2 separate regions of the Sus scrofa genome follow, and region 1 is linked to region 2. A link is a contact called in public Hi-C data. All regions are on one chromosome and are shown on one strand. The core of a region is the stretch at or near the end of the contact, and the rest is flanking DNA. Distances in the headings are between cores, read along the strand shown. Region 1 holds the start of ITGB7 (integrin beta-7). Region 2 overlaps CSAD (cysteine sulfinic acid decarboxylase).

What was found. Hi-C and Micro-C count contacts between places; a contact is called where the count stands out from the background.
Region 1: a Hi-C map of liver shows a contact between it and region 2, with 2.0 times the contacts expected there. The contact joins the promoter of ITGB7 here to the enhancer-like site in region 2. A contact is called at or near these places in 2 of 5 promoter capture datasets (fetal liver and liver), 18 of 47 Hi-C or Micro-C datasets (alveolar macrophages, blood, embryonic fibroblasts and 10 more) and 2 of 2 datasets of contacts at active chromatin or transcription factors (alveolar macrophages and skeletal muscle).

The regions. Positions count from the first base shown.
Region 1 is chr5:18,431,906-18,436,830 of Sscrofa11.1, reverse strand. ITGB7 (integrin beta-7) reads left to right here and starts at 2,455. Exons shown (of 16, transcript XM_003355416.5): 1 at 2,455-2,547; 2 at 2,719-2,883. RARG (a long non-coding RNA gene) reads left to right here. Exons shown (of 9, transcript XR_002343956.1): 9 at 1-564.
Region 2 is chr5:18,383,163-18,388,802 of Sscrofa11.1, reverse strand. CSAD (cysteine sulfinic acid decarboxylase) reads left to right here. Exons shown (of 17, transcript XM_021091702.1): 6 at 1-59; 7 at 371-477; 8 at 923-1,038; 9 at 1,760-1,839; 10 at 2,154-2,208; 11 at 5,466-5,582. Among named protein-coding and RNA genes, the nearest start is that of ZNF740, 23 kb to the left of the region's middle. Within about 2 kb of position 1,807, at least 5 of the 83 cell types and tissues checked have an H3K27ac peak or open chromatin away from gene starts, as enhancers often do. A contact at or near this core is called in fetal liver, liver and skeletal muscle, where this site is marked.

The DNA.
Region 1 (4,925 bases), core at 1,206-3,705, 47 kb before region 2:
GGCGGGGGGTAGGGGTGCAGAGGGTGAAGGGACCGATGCAGGTCCGTTCTGCACCTCTTTGCTTGGGCCCGGCCTTTACCGTTACAAGCCCCTACCCCAGTCCTGTCATGTGCCTTGGGCTCCCCCTGCCCCCCATCTCAGCCATGGGGCAGGGACCCTCCTACACTACAGAGGGGCCAGGGGAATCCCTCTCCCCCTAGTGCCTTCCCCCTTGACCCCAGAGCAGCTTGGTCCAGGGAGAGGGGGGTGGGCACTGCTTAGCTGATCCCGCCCTGACCCAGAGGAAGCCTCTATTTATTTATTAGCTTTTGTTTACACCCTGGAATTGACCCCTTCCTCCGGGGGTCTTGGGAGGGGGAGCCCAGGGCCCCTGTGACCCCTCCCTTCTCCCTCCAGTCCCCAGTTTGTATTTAGCTGCCAAATAAGAGTCCCACTGGCTCCCCTTTTTTCTCTGGGGGGTCAGGGTGCTGTCCCCTCCCCTCTGTTTACATCTCCCCCCTTCACCGCGCTGTATCGCATATTGCTGAGTTTTCTATTTTTGCAAAATAAAGTGATGGAAACTCACGGGCTGTGGCTCCCTCTAGGAAGAAGCAGGGGAAATGGCCCGCCGACCCGGAGAGGGACTGGCGAGGAGGGTGGATTCTGCAGCTTTCTTAGGGGAACTAAGGAAACAGAATGCAACCTATCAGGTGGGGGAAAGGGAGCCTCTGGTTGTGCATAAGTGCAGTGGGTATCTGCTCTTCTCTGGGGGCGGCGGGGAGGCTGGGGATGCCATTGAAATTTCATTTGATTTCCATGAGGTGTCCCCCTGACCCCCCCGGGCCCCAGAAGAAAAGAACCCCAGCATGCATCTGAGTTACAGTGTTTCTGTTTTATGCCAATAGCTCAGGCTGTGAGCCACTCACTCTGTGACCCCACTTTCACCTTCTGAAAAGGCCCCACCCTTCTCCCCATGACACCCCCCCTGTTACCTTTGGTCCTAATAGCTCTCCTTGCCCTGCATGCCTTAACCTCTGCAACACCCCAGTGTCAGCCCCACTGCCTTTGGCCTCTGCCCCTGTGCCCCTGGACTTGCCCCCTGTGACTCCCATCAGCATCTATCCCACCCCGCCCACCTTCCTCCCTGGGACAGTGGCCTACCTGCCCTCGGCTGTCTTCACCGGCTGTCTTCACCGGTGACCTGTGCCTGTGGGGGAGGGAGGTGGAGGATGTGGGAGAAGGGGAGGAGTGGGAAAAGCAGAAGAAGAAAGTGAAAGAAGCTCTAGAGGAAACCACAGGGCCTATGGGGAAGGAGGGGTCATTGCCATGGCAACCTTGCTTGTGGGGGAAGGGCAGAGGTCTCAGAGCCAGAGGCCTGGCTGAAGCCCACCCAGAGAAAGGACCCCCTTCTCTCCAGGGGCTCCTCCAGCAGCTACCCTCCTACACCCCATATGATGGGCCCTGAACACCTGCTGGGGGACAGGGCGCCGTGGCCTCTTAGCAGGGAAGACAGACCTGTGGACACAGCCATCACATCCAGTTCCTTTCCAAAACTCCCTGTGGTCAAGTGTGGGCCTCAACCCCTTGGCCCTGTGGGCCTTCTCCCTGACCCACTCCAGCTGCCAGACCGGTGCTCAGCTTCAGCCAGTTTGCCGCCTCCACCCCTGTCTTGGGGTCCACTACCGTTCTGGCTCCTTGGCTCCCCAATCGCGTTCTCTGAGCCTGGCCCTGGGCCTGTCTCTCCAACTTTCCAGTTGTCTGGACCTTGATTCCCTCAAAGCCTCCCGCCCCCATTACTTCTCGTCCACCGACTGACTTATTGAACCCTTCGTAAGTGCCACGTTCTCCTCTAAGCAATCAGTACAAATTCCCTCATTTACTTCTCACAACCATCCTATGAGTGCCACTTGACCGATGAGAAAAGAGCCACAGGCACAGTAAGCAACTGACTAGGTCCCCACTACCCATGAGTAACAGAGCCAGGATTGGAACTTGGGGCCTTTGGCCCCAGAGCCCACAGAGCTGAGCACCCGTTGCAAGACAGTGGTTTTCAGAATGAACAATAGTCGCTAACCTCCCGCCACAGGACTTCTTGCCTCCAAATTTTTTCTTCCTTATCACGGTCCTATATGAGGAAGTGGAGATACTATCAATTTGGGAGGCAGGCAGACCTCGATTTAAATCCAGACCAGCTAATTGCTGCCTATGTGACCTTGGGCAAAATTCTTCGTATTGCTAAACCTCTACGTCTGTAAAATCAGGGGGCTGCGAGGAGGTTCACACCTATGTCCGAAAATTGTTGTGACGATTAATTCTAACATTTCGATGCACCTGGCACATAACAGGGGCTCCGCAGATGAGCTTCCTTGCTTCCTTCTTCCAGACACCTGTATCTTCAACTCCCTCGGCCCAGTTTCACCCTTATCTGCTCCACCTTCTAGATCAGTCACCCCCACCACCCTCCAGTCTCCCCCACCCGGGGCGTGTCACTTCCTCCTCTGCAGCCTCCCAGATCAGTACACAAAGGCTGCCGCTACCACCGGAGGAAGGGCTGCTCCTCATCCACCTGTGAGTACCAGGGCCTAAGCCCTCCTGCCTCCTCTCCTTCCCAGCCAGGCCCCACCTGGTCCCACCCTCCTGGGAAGAGGGCTCTCACCTGAAGACACTCCGTTGAGTCTGGAGAAAGCCTCTGAAGTCCTTTCTGCATCCCAAGATCTCCTGTCTCTGTTCCTTCCTCAGAAGCACTCCCCCTCCCGCGCCTCCCCCCAGCCTCTGCTCCCCCCTCCCATCTCTTTTACATTCGTTTCCCACTGGAGAGAGGAAAAGGAGGAAGGGGATGCCTGAGTGCTAGCATTTGCCTGCTGCCCAGCATTTGCCTGCTGCCCCGGTGCCAAGGATTACAAGGTAAGGGTCTCCCAATATTACTCCCCAGCTGCCTATTGCCTGGTGCTTGGCTCAGACCTCCATTCCGTCGGCACCTTGGTCACAGAGCCCACACTCCTGGGAGACCGTGGCTCAGAGGCTTGGTTCTGCCCCCTCCTTGTGATTCTGGGTGGGCAGCAGAGGATGCCGTCTGACTTGAAAGATCTGGATGGGTCCGGAAGACATTCTGTTTCTCAGCAGCTGAGGGGGCTTTAGGGTGTGTACTGAAGTCAGAATGAAGTCCAGGAAAATTGTCAACCCCAGAGGGAGGGAAGGAAAAACTGGCCAAGACCTCGAGGAAGGAGAAAGGCGAGGAGCTAGAGCCCACAGGGGCTGGTGGGGAGAAGGCACAATTTTCCATGAAGATGGTGCCTGGGTTGGATGGGGAGGAAAGCAGCCAAGCAAGAGGTCTGGCCTATGTCAGTCCCTGCTCAGCTCAAGGTCACTGGAGGACCTTGGACAAGTCACTTACCCACTCTGGGTTTCCCGTTGCAAAAAAAGGGGGGTTGAAAGAGAAGGTTCTGCCATTCTATGGCTAGGATCAGAGGGGAAAAGGAAGAAAAACAAAGAACTCAAGTTCCCGTCATGGCTCTGTGGTTAACGAATCTGACTCGGAACCATGAGATGGCAGGTTCGATCCCTGGCCTCGCTCAGTGGGTTAAGGATCCAGCATTGCTGTGAGCTGTGGTGTAGGTTGCAGACGCAGCTCGGATCTGGCGTTTTTGCTGTGGCTCTGGTGTAGGCCGGTGGCTAAAGCTCCAATTAGACCCCTAGCCTAGGAACCTCCATATGCCTTGGGTGCGGCCCTAGAAAAGACAGAAAGACCAAAAAAAAAAAAAAAAAAAAAAACCAAAAAAAACAAAAACACACACACACACACAGCAACAACAAAAAAGTAAAACAAAGAACTGTGAATAAATGGAGAAGAGGCCAAGGGATGTAATCAGATTTTTTAAGAGGAAGAAGAGACAGAGACAGAGAAAGACAGATTGAAGATTAAAAGAAATTGCTGGCAGGTCAGGTATCCCAAGAAGGGGAGAAGGGGTTAGGGGAGGAGGGTCCAAGGGACCCCTTTAGGGGAGATGAGCCACTCCTTTGCTCTCCTTGGGACTGTTCTATCCTGGGGAACCAGGGTGGCCCGGAGCCCCACCTATGAGAGATGAGTCCAAGCTGGGCTTTGTGCTGCAGCATCCCCAGCCTCCCCACCACAGGCGTGCAGAGTGAGTGGGGCTTGAGGTTACACCAAGGCTGGGCCCTGGGCCGCCTCTCATTGGAGGGTGGAGGCTTTGTTAATTATATATCTACTCCCTCCGCCTGAGGCCGCAGGTGGTGGGGAGCAGGATGGGGGTGGTCAGAGGCTTGGTACTCCACCCTTCCCCACACTCCGCACAGAGCATCTGGTACTGCGTCTCAGCCCAGATGCTCCCGACAAGGAGTGAGCTGGTCTTTCAAATTCACCGCCGCTGGAGATGTGAACTGGCACAGACCCTCAGGGGGTTATGTAGGCACCACATGCCGATATTATAAATGATACCTATTGAGTAACTCTGCACATCCTTTTCCAGGGCTTTACCCTACAACCTGCATGCATGAGAAATGATAAATACATGATTTTTATTGTTTACAATTGTGAACAAATTAGAAACGACGTAAATTCCCACCATGAGAGACTAAGTACATCCATGCAATGGAAATGTGGCTGTAAAGATGAACAAGGGTGTTCCTCATTTTCATTTTCTTCGGTAGCAGGAACTTCCAAGAAAAGAAGCAGTTAAAGCAAGTAAAACGTTAAAAAAAAAAAAAAAAAAAAAAAAGGCGGGAGTTCATGGTGCAGCAGCAATGCATCTGACTAGGAACCATGAGGTTACAGGTTCCATCCCTGGCCTCATCTCAGTGGGTTAAGGATCCAGTGTTGCTGTGAGCTGTGGTGTAGGTGGCAGACGTGGCTTGGATCCGGCGTTGCTGGGGCTGTGGTGTAGACCGGCAACTGTAGCTCCGATTAGACCCCTAGCCTGGGAACCTTC
Region 2 (5,640 bases), core at 558-3,057:
GGGTTGGATCCCCATGCCCTAGCTGGGCGCATTGTCACCGAGAGCCTCAACACCAGCCAGTGAGCCATCCCTGGGCCCCCTCTCCCACCCCACAAAGGACTTGGGTCTGCAGGGGGCACACCTGGCATGGGGAGAGAATGGGGATTGCCCCCTCTCTTTGCTGCCAATCTCTGCTGGCAGAGTCTTCACCCTCGTACCCTTTGGGCTCCCTTTCTCCAGGCTTTCTTATACCTCCGGGCTCCCGTTGTTTCTCCTCCTTCCCTGGTTCTTTGTCCTCAGCCCAGTCCTCTCTTTGGACCCTCCCCTCGCTCCCTCTCTCCCCCACTCCTCTAAGAGTCCCTCCAGTTCTCATTATCCCCTCTCCTGGCAGGTACACGTATGAAATCGCCCCCGTGTTTGTACTCATGGAAGAAGAGGTGCTGAAGAAACTCCGGGCCCTGGTGGGCTGGAGCTCTGGGGATGGGGTCTTTTGCCCTGGTATGTGACCAGGAGGGGGGGTGCCTGTCTTTGGTCTTTTCAAGTGTTCCTCCTCTCCCGCTGTTCTCTGGCTCTCAGCTGGCAGCGAGGGGCACGTCCTCTTTGTTTCTTCTCCAGCTGGGCTCGGGCCAAACCTGAGAAAAGCTGTCCAATCCCCCGTATCCTGGTGTTTGCCCAACAGTCCGTGGGATCAGCACTTCAGTGACCTGATGGGGGGTGGGGGTGGATCCTGGGATCGGCCCAGGATAAGGAGGGGTAGTCCAGGGAATCTGCAGATCCCGCTTCTGGCTTGCTGGCTTGCCATTGGTCGAGCCCTTAGAACTCATGGCCTGAGAGCCAATCACTCTGCTTCTTTGATCAGTTCTGGGTGGAGAGGTCAGGAGAGCCGCACTCCAGTTCTGACCCACTGCCCCTCCCTCTCGCTACCACCTCTTCCCTGTGACAGGTGGCTCCATCTCCAACATGTATGCTATGAACCTGGCCCGCTATCAGCGCTACCCGGATTGCAAACAGAGGGGCCTCCGGGCACTGCCACCCCTGGCCCTCTTCACATCCAAGGAGGTGAGAAGTGGCACGAGCCTTCCCGGGGCTCCTAATTCTAACCTCCACCCAGCTGAGTCTGAGACCCGTCAGGTTCTCTGCCTGCCCAGACCTACCTCTGCTGAGGCCAGCCTGCCCCCCCCCCCCCCCCGGCAGATCTGCCTCCTTCTAACCAGGGGGATGGAGGAAACACTTCCATTCACCTTGGCTTCTGTCTGGGGGTAGTGGAGGGGCAGCCAGGAACGCTTTCTACTAAGAGTATGGTTCACAGCGGTGTCTGTATAACCTGGGAGCTTGTTAGAAATTCAGATTCTTGGAGCTCCCATCAGAAATCAGCAGAAATGAATCTGACTAGCATCCATGAGGACACAGGTTCAATCCCTGGCCTTGCCCAGTGGGTTAAGGATCCGGCGTTGCCGTGAGCTGTAGTGTAGGTCGCAGACACGGCTTGGATCTGGCATTGCTGTGGCTGTGGTGTAGGCCAGCTATAGCTCCAATTCGACCCCTAGCCTGGGAACCTCCCTATGCTGTGGATGCGGCCCTAAAAAGATGCACCCCCCCAAAAAAAAGAAAAAGAAATGCAGAGTCTCGGGTCCCAGCCCAGACCTACTGAATAGGAATCTGCATTTTAACCAGACCCACCGGGGATGCGAGAACATCGGAGAAGCCCTGGTGTCCAGGATCTCGTGTATTTCACCAGTCTCTCTCCACTCCTCCCCCGGCCCTCTGCCTTCCTCCACAGTGTCATTACTCCATCAAGAAGGGAGCTGCCTTTCTGGGACTTGGCACCGACAGTGTCCGAATAGTCCAGGCAGATGAGAGGTGAAGGTCCTTCTGTCTGCGTGGCTCAGACCCAGCCTGGCTTAGCGTGCCCTCCCGCTGCCAGAGGCTCTGGCCTGGGGCCCACACCCCAGTGGACTTCTCTCCCTAGTCTGTTCCCCCAGAATTGCTGCTTCATGCCTACCAGTGCCTGCTTAGAGTCTCCGCCCTGTCCCTGAGATCTGTTTACCCCTCTTAGGGAAAAATCAACATTGTGGCCTCTGCATTGCTAAGCTCACATTACCCTGCTCTCGACAGTTCTGCCGCCTAGTCTAGAGAGTCTGTTACTTCTCTACCTACTCAGTTTTCTTTTCCAGAGGGAAAATGATCCCTGAGGATCTGGAGCAGCAGATCAGACTGGCTGAGGCTGAGGTGAGTGAGTGAAGGGGGCTGGAGCAGTGGAGCAGGACAACCCCCCCCCACCCCCGCCCCAGTCCCTTTCTTAGAGGATTCTTTGGCCTGTCCCTACTCAAGGCATCCTTTCCCCACCCCCATCTCCACAGCTGTGTCCTCCCCCACCATGGGCTGCATTGATCCCTGGGGAGGCTGGGGAGCGAGGACACTACAGTCCGAGACCCATGGGCAGGATTGAGCTCGAGGCAGCTGCAGGACCAAGTCACTGAGTGGAGTCCCAAGGAGCACTGCCCGGAGGGTGTGGGGGACCCGAAGTGTAGCGCAGGTTTCTGGGAGCTGGGAGGGCCTGTGCAGGAAGATGTGCGGGCTTGGAGCGGTGGGAAGTGTGGAGGCTCCCGGATGGCCCTCCACCCCCCACCACCAACTGGGGGACCTGGAAACCGCTACAGCCATCCTAGAGGGCATTTGGGCACAATCTGTACAATTTTTTTTTTTTTTTTTTTAATGGCTGCACCCATGGCGTATGGAAGTTCTCAAGCTAGGAGTCGAGTTGGAGCTGCAACTGCCGGCCTCCACCACAGCTCCCGGCCTACACCACAGCCACAGCAACTCAGGATCCAAGCCGCATCTGTGACCTCTGCTGCAGCTCACAGCAATGCCAGATCCTTACTGCCGTGAGTGGGCCCAGGGATAGAACCAATATCCTTAAGGACACTATGTTGGGTTCTTAACCCACTGAGCCACAACGGGAACTCCTGAACAATTGTTAAATATAGTAGATTCCTTAGACTTTTCTAGATACAATGTCATGTAATTTGAAAACAGAGATAATATTGCCTTTTCTCTTTCCAATCTGGATGCCTCTTATTTTTTTTACCTCATTGCCCTACTAGAACCTCGGCACAGGGTTGAAAAGAAATGCAGAGACTGAACAAACATCTTGTCTTGTTCCTGATCTTGGGGGAGACGCTTTCCGTCTGTCACTCTTTTTTTTTTTTTTTTTTTTTTTTTTTGTCTTTTTGCCTTTTCTAGGGCCGCTTCTGCGGCACATGGAGATTCCCAGGTTAGGGGTCGAATCGGAGCTGTAGCCACCAGCCTACGCCAGAGCCACAGCAACGCGGGGTCCGAGCCGCATCTGCAGCCTACACCACAGCTCACCGCAACGCCGGATCCCCAACCCACTGAGCAAGGCCAGGGACCAAACCTGCAACCTCATGGTTCCTAGTGGGATTCATTAACCACTGCGCCACGACAGGACCTCCCGTCTGTCACTCTTGAGTGTGATGGTAGCTATGGAGTTTTTGTAGTTGCCCTTTATCCGGTTGAGGGATTTTTAGTTTTTGAAGTGTTTTTACCATGAAGGAGTATTGGATTTTGTCGAAAGTCTTCTGTGTCTATTGAGATGATCAATAGACCGCACTGAGATGTGGGTTTTTTCCCTTTATTCTGTTGGTAAGGTTGTATCACATTAATTGATATATATATTTTTTTGTCTTTTTGTCTTTTTGCCTTTTCTAGGCTGCTCCTGCGGCATATGGAGGTTCCCAGGCTAGGGGTGGAATCCGAGCTATAGCCACTGGCCTACGCCACAGCCACAGCAATGCCAGATCCAAGCTGAGTCTGTAACCTACACCACAGTTCACGGCAACGCCAGATCCCTAACCCACTGAGCAAGGCCAGGGATTGAACCCGCAACCTCATGGTTCCTAGTCAGATTCGTTAACCACTGAGCCATGACAGGAACTCCGACATTAATTGATTTTTGGATTGTTATACCAGCTTACACTCCTGGAACAAATCCCACTTTATCATGGCATATAATTCTTTTTATATATTGCTGCAAATTTGGTTTGCTAGTGTTTTGTAGATTTTTATGTCTGTATTTATTTATAAGATATGTATATATGTATATATATAACCATTGGGCTAAGATGGGAACTCCTTAGATATATTTTGTAGTTTTCTTGTGATGTTTTGTCTGGTTTTAGTATCAGGGTAATATGTACCTCATAGGATGAATATGGAAGTGTTTCTTCCTCTTCTTTTTTTTTCTTTTGGAAGTTTACGAAGAGCTGATATCAGTTCTCTTTTATATGTTTTGTAGAATTTATCAGTGAAGCCATCTGAGCCTGTGCTTTCTTCATTGTAATTATTATTATTATTATTATTATTATTATTATTATTTTGCCTTCTAGGGCTGCATCTGCAACATATAGAGGTTCCCAGGCTAGGGGTTGAATCAGAGCTGTAGCTGCTAGCCTACGCCACAGCCACAGCAATGCCAGATCCCCGGCCCACTGACCAAGGCCAGGGATGGAACCCACATCCTCATGGATACTAGTTGGATTCATTTCTGCTGTGCCACAACGGGAACTTCCCATAGTAGTTTTTTAAACACGAATTCAGTTTCTTCATAAACTTTTGTCCTATAAGGGCATTTTAAATAGTATTTTGATCATCCAGTAAGATATTAAACTTTTTTGAAAGAATATAAGCTTTGGGGAGTCCCCTGGTGGTCTAGTGGTTGGGACTCGGTGCTTTCACTGCTGCAGTGCAGGTTCAGTCCCTGGTCTGGGAACTGAGATCCCACATCAAGCTGCTGCATGCCTTGGCAAAAAAAAGCAAGCAAAAGGGAGGGAGGAATGAAGGAAGGAAGGAAGAAAAACAAAACAAAAAGAATATGAGCTTTGGAAATAGACCACCAGACAGTCCTCTGTTTAAATTCCATCTCTGGGGGGATGAATCAAGATGGCAGAGGAGTAAGACATGGCCCTCACCTTCTCCCACAAACACATCAAATTCCATCTCTGGGAGTTCCTATCATGGCTCAGTAGTTAACGAATCCGACTAGGAACCATGAGGTTGCAGGTTCGATCCCTGGCCTCGCTCAGTGGGTTATGGATCTGGAGTTGCCCTGAGCTGTGGTGTAGGTCGCAGATGTGGCTCGGATCCCGAGTTGCTGTGGCTCTGGTGTAGGCCGGTGGCTATAGCTCGGATTAGACCCCTAGCCTGGGAACCTCCATATGCTGCAGGTGTGGCCCTAGAAAGGATAAAAAGATAAAATTCCATCTCTGGAGCTTTGGCTGGGGACAGGTTTCTTAACACCTCTGACTCTCTGTGTCCTCACTTGCAAGTGAAGGGGGACAGTAACACACTGCGAGGTTGAAAGGGCGCAGGTCAGGCATGCAGAGCATTTAGAGCGGGGTCTCAGCAGGCGCTGGGTAGCTCTTGAGATGATTTCACAGCCTCTTTGTCCCTCTCCCTTTTTGCCGCAGGGTGCTGTGCCATTTCTGGTCAGTGCCACCTCTGGCACTACCGTGCTGGGGGCCTTTGACCCCCTGGAGGCCATTGCTGATGTGTGCCAGCGTCACGGGCTGTGGCTGCACGTGGATGTGAGTGGGACTCAGGCCTGGGGGTGAGGCGGGCTGAGCCGAGGCCAAAGCCAAGGCC